Regions from separate parts of the Gossypium hirsutum genome. Here region 2 is linked to region 1. Evidence: chromatin contacts called from public Hi-C data. All regions are on one chromosome and are shown on one strand. Each heading gives the region's core, a stretch centred on a gene start, on an enhancer-like site or on the middle of the called end of the contact. The rest is flanking DNA. Distances are from core to core; before and after follow the strand shown.

Region 1 (2,906 bases), core at 133-2,632:
GAAAGCAGTGGCCCTGGGGGATGGATCCGTAGGGTTTCTTTGACCACCGCCTGAAGGTAAGGTAATTTCGCCACGTCAGCGTCGGTGAGGGTTTTGTTCCTCGTAGCACTGTCAATTTCAAGTTGCAGCTTGGCTTGTACTTCCGGGTGCAATACCAACTCAGCCATGACCCACTCCGTTAACAAAGCAGTCGTATCAGTTCCTCTGAATATCATTTCCTAACCAAAATTCACCGACTTAACTCAGTATTCGAACATACAAATAATAATGATCACATAAAAATTGAAATTCTACTATGTTATTACTATTTACTAACCCATAAAACAGAAACCATGTCATCTTCTTGGAGTTTTTCTTCACCGTCAAGAGAGAGCAAAACATCTACAAAATCAACATTATCAGACAGCATTTTGGACTCACTGAGTTGTCGGTGTTGTTCAATGATGCCTTTGACGAGTTTCCTAACTCGGGGAACGAGTTGCAAGCAACGTTGATTGATACGAAAGGGGTCATAAAAGTAACTCAGCCATGGCAAATAATCAGACCAATTAAAAGCCCCAAGTAGTTCAAATCCTTCTCTTACCATATCCCTAAGCTCTTCCAGTTCTTCACTGTCTTTTCTCTGGTCATATCTTCTGCCAAAAACACTCCCCATAATATTGTTCAAAGCAGCAAACTGGAGGTGTTTTCTTAAGCAAACAGAGCCATGGAGCTTCTGTTCGTTCGCTATGTTGCGCAGCATGACAGTACAGTCAAGCTGGCGACCAGGTTCGTGTGCTAAAATGCGCTTGGGTGCAAAAAGGTGGGAGGAAGCTATCCTTCTCAAAAGCCTCCAATAGGTTCCGTTGGGAGCGAACCCTATGGCTCGACTGAACATGAGGCTTTTAGCGGACTGCTTAATGGGTCGGTCAGCAAAGTGAGGGGAAGTTAAAATTTCGCGAGCCGTGTGGGGATCAGAAGCTACGACCACTGGGGTGGAACCAAGGCTAAAAGCCATGAGCTGAGTATTGGCCCTGGACCAAGCCATGGCGGCAAGCGAACGGTGAGCCAAACCACGACTCAAAGTAAAGAGGCTACCAAAAACAGGGAAACCCCTAGGACCAGGAATAGGAAGGGTACCTTTTCGGTTCCTTCCATTTTTCCATGCAATCCCACCAACAGCAAAAGCCCAAGAAAAAAGGGCAATGGAAAGAAATGCCATAAAGAGGGAAAACAAAACATACCCATCGAACAAATTTTTGGATCCAAAGAAAGCTGGAAGAGTATAAACCCACCAGCTTGTATCTTTTGAAACCGAACCCAACTCCATTAAAGAACAAAGACTAAAGAAAAAAGGAAGTAAGATGCTTTACTTTATGCTGAGTAGAAAAAGAAAGAAAGGGGTGGATACTATATATAATATAGAAATATGTTTGGTGATTATTTAAAGATGTTAATATAATATTATTATGTAGAAAGCGTTAAAAAAATGGATGTGACATAACGAAAGGAGAGGAAGGAAGGGGGAGAGTTTCACGTGGAGAGAGGAAAACGAAGAGCTCTGTTGCATGAGAGAGAGAAGGGTTGGAAATCTGAGAACGAATTGTGTGGAGGGGGTTGAGGAAGGGACGTTATGACCATATCTGATACATGTTTAACGGTAGGAATACTATACAGTAGATTTTAGTAGAAAGCAATGACTGAGACTGTGAGACCCGAGGGAAAGGAGAACATTAAATGAGAGACCCCGCCCCCCCCCTGAGGCTGAAAACGGCGACCCCAATGAACTGAAAGGGAAATAACGCTTAAGGCCGTTCAAGCGTTCGAGTAATATTACGCATTGAGAGCTGTGACGGTTTGAATTTAATGCCTAAGCTTTACAATATATGCAGTACCGGCCGCAGCCTTTAACATGCATCAGTGGAGAATGAGATGGCTCAAACACATTATATTGAATGCGCTCCCGGTTATTAACTGCAATGCTACAATTAACCACAAGTATTTTTTTAGTCAAACTCAAGTTCTACATTGTCGGTAGTGATTAATTTTTTCGTATAACTGCTTGTCACGAGTGCTTTTTAAAGTGGAGTTAGCAAAATTCGATTCAATTCAAAAAATTTAATAAAAAATTTAAATTTTAAATTAAATAGTTTGAGTTATTTGAGTTAATCAAGTTATTTGGATCAACTCGAATAAAAAATTAAGTTTTTCGGTTTAACTCGAATATGAATTACATAATTCGAGTTATCCGAAAATCCGAATAAAAAAAGACAAAACTACGTAGTTTTGATAAATGTTTACTTTATTAAAAGTTAAAATTCAAAATAATTAAGTTAAAAGGTAAAACTACGTGGTTTTGATAAATGTTTACTCATTAAGTTAAAAGACTAAATCATTATATTGTTCATATAGTTAAATAATTTTGTACTTCATCTACTAATTAAATAATCGGTCTATCTAAACACAACATTAAGTATAAATAATAGGATTCGTTAACTCGACTCGATTTGACTCGAAATTTTTTGACTCGATTCGATTCGAAAAAATTTCAAATTAAGTATGAAATTGACTTGATAAATGATTCTATTAGAAATTTTTTGTTAAATGAATGTTATATATAATGTTTAAAATCGAAGCTTCTAAAAAAAATACGTGGAGGGTCTACTTTTTTTACATATGTATGTCTTAAAATTTCACATCGATAATGAAGTGGATATATTTTAGGACTCTATTTAAAGTTTCATTTCATTTATAATATAAATTTTAGATAAGAATAATAATCATTCCCTATTTTGATTAATAAAATCCTATACCTCTTTTACATTTTTTTGTTCTTTCTCTTTATTTTTCTAACACATTACCAGAATAATTGTTTCTTTTTTCACGATTGTTGTTACTTTTTTCTCTTTCAAAATTCCAAAATTTTT
Region 2 (2,906 bases), core at 165-2,664, 47 kb after region 1:
TTCATTCAACCAAACACAAAAAAATATTACAATTTTATTCCATTCAATTTAACCAAACAATTAAATTATTAATTACAGTTCTATTTTATTACTTATCTATTCTATTCCTCCAATCAAACTTGTTGTAAATCTTTTCATCATTTCTCTAATTATATAAACATGTCTAGGGATGAGAGTGAAGTTGAGGACCCATCTTCAATACTTGAAAGTGCAAATTTTATTTATGAAAACAATTCAACCGGCATTTGTGTGTCTCAAATTTTTAATTTATTAAAATTTACAATATGAAAATTTAAATTTGTGTGATTTAAGTGTGAAATAAATAATATAACTAAAAATATCCTTTCATTTATTAAATAACCCATTATAATTTTTTTTAAAAAAAATTGCTTCATTTATATCTAATGTTATTTTATATTCTTAGTGAGGGGACAATTTGAGATTAATCCACTATGGTAAAAATAGTATAGTTAACTTCAACAGAGAGTTTCATCAAATTAATAAGAGTATATAAAACTCCATCCATTTATAAAATTGGATTAAAAGTTAGTATATCTATTAGGTTATTTTTCAAAAACAATTAATACATAAAATATTGTATTTTTTATTTATTTATGATTTATCATTTAGCTAGATGAGGTTGAAGTATTCTTATATTATAGACACATGATTAAATTAATTTTTTTATTATTAAAATGTAATAGAAATATATATATATTGATAATTGTGAGAGAGAAATAAAGTTTTTTTAGATTAACCCAAACTCCCATGTTTACAACATATTATTCTTGCCATTGGACCTAAAGATTGTTGGTAACAAAGTTAACATTTACCATATGAAAAATTGTATTGAAAATAATTATTTTTTCAACTGCAATTCAATTCCAAACAAAAGATTTCATTTATAGAACTATATTATATAATCTTTACAAGTATTAACTCTGTTAAACAATAAATGGTATTTTTAAAACAGTAAAGGTTAACTTTATTATAATTTGACCTTATTTGATTCTTTTTTAATAATGCAAAAATTAAATTGACCCATTAAATAATAGAGAAACTAATTTGATCATATATTTACGATAGATGTATTTGCCAATGATTAAATGGCTACACTTAACTAAGTACAGTGAGGTGATTTTGTATATATATGAGGCGATGAATATGCATGAAAAGACGGTAGAGAAAAAAAAATTGTTATTAGTGCCTGTGAGTACATGGCATTGTTGATAAACAAGGAGGTTTTAGAGTTGGAATCACATCTTTTGTAATTGTGGTGTGTAGGTGAAGATTTTTTGATCGAATTAGTTGGATCTTTTACGGTACTTTATCTATGATGTATAGTATTGGTTTGTAATTGTATCCTATTGTATTAGTGAAATGTGTCTACATTTTTGTTGATATAACCCAAGGACATTTGACTTTGGGCTTTTTTGAAGTAGACCTAATGTTGTTGCTGAAATGGTTGCATAGCTTTGGGCATGGGCTTCGAGTTGATCACAAATGGGTCCAATGTCCCTAAAAAGTGGTTTGCCAACTTTTTTATTGAACAAAATAATCAATCATTAATCAATAGGAATCAAAGGTGGGGTTGTAGTATTAGATTCAATCTGTCACTAACTATACGACTTTATCATTAATTATAATAATTATTTATGTATCTAATTTAGTGAAAGAAATTTAATATAAAGCTTAAATGTTCAAATCTTACAATTAAAAAAGCAAATAAATTTAAAATTCTGTGTACTACCCAGTTTAAATATCCATTTAATTGTGTAATATTTGAAAATTTAATTTTATATTACATGGGGAGTAAATAATGTATTGATTCTGATTATAATTATGATAGGAAGTATTTTGATTTTTAGTATGTTTGTGTTTTATATTTATTTGAATATATTTTGTAGTTACTCAAACACATATTTATTTTGGTATAATCATAAAAGTGTTCTCATTCAGTATTAAATTCAAGTAAAGTTCTTTCAATAATGTCGATTTCAAGATTCCTAACTTAGTTATTCGAGCATATATTTATTTTGGTATAATTACAAAAATATCCTCATTCATTTGAGTATTTAAGTAATGTCAATTTTAAAATTTGAAATTTAAAAGAACATATTTATTAGGATTATATTATACTCGTACTTTAAAGCATTACTTTCAACAACTTTTGCAATCTTTTCTTTCTAGAAAAAAACCCCTCCACATACTAAATTAAATTACACTTTTCACTCTAATACACTTAATTATTTATACATTTTAACCTAACTGAAGGTGTCCAAATTTACTGTGGAAAGTCAGGCTTAAATAAAAATTTGGTCTTGTAATTATAACATTTTTTTCGTTGAAAAACTTAAAATCTTTTAGGATCAAAACTGATACCCAAATTATGATTGCATTATAGTAATCACCTCAAACATTTGATTTGTTAAGAAAAATTCCCTTACTCAATAATATTATGCCACCTGAACTGTTTTTTAAATTTAAAAAAAGGTTAATTTTTTTTTTTAAATTTTCATTTGTTCTTTAGCCCATGGTTGTCAGAACTAGATTAAATTAATCGATTGAACAATAAGTAGATGGCCTAATCAATTCAACCGATACCATAAAAATCGAAGGAGAATAAAACTAGTGTAAAATCAGTTGAACCAATTAAAAAACCATTTGAACTTAATTTAGTTTATAAAATTATTGTTTATGCTTATATTAAAGATGCTTTCTGTTTCTTCTCTTTCTTTCTTTTTTCCTTTTTCCTTTTTATTTTGTAATGGTTGAACTAAGAACTAATAGTTTGCTCAGTTCGATCATCGGTCTTGTTCTTACAACATTGTTCACCTCAAGAATTTTAATGACAAAATTCAAGAACTCTGTAAAAAAAAAAAACTCATCTAAATTCAATTTCTAAC

What was found. Hi-C and Micro-C count contacts between places; a contact is called where the count stands out from the background.
Region 2: a contact with region 1 is called in a Hi-C map of leaf, with 2.2 times the contacts expected there. The contact joins the enhancer-like site here to the promoter of LOC121210138 in region 1. A contact is called at or near these places in 5 of 34 Hi-C or Micro-C datasets (leaf and petal).

What each region holds. Positions count from the first base shown.
Region 1 is chrA02:99,858,790-99,861,695 of Gossypium_hirsutum_v2.1, forward strand. LOC121210138 (cytochrome P450 78A7) reads right to left here and starts at 1,383. Exons shown (of 2, transcript XM_041082303.1): 1 at 317-1,383; 2 at 1-218. The coding sequence starts at 1,309.
Region 2 is chrA02:99,905,662-99,908,567 of Gossypium_hirsutum_v2.1, forward strand. No RefSeq gene overlaps it. Among protein-coding and RNA genes, the nearest start is that of LOC107955336, 9.0 kb to the left of the region's middle. Within about 2 kb of position 1,415, at least 2 of the 9 cell types and tissues checked have an H3K27ac peak or open chromatin away from gene starts, as enhancers often do. A contact at or near this core is called in leaf, where this site is marked.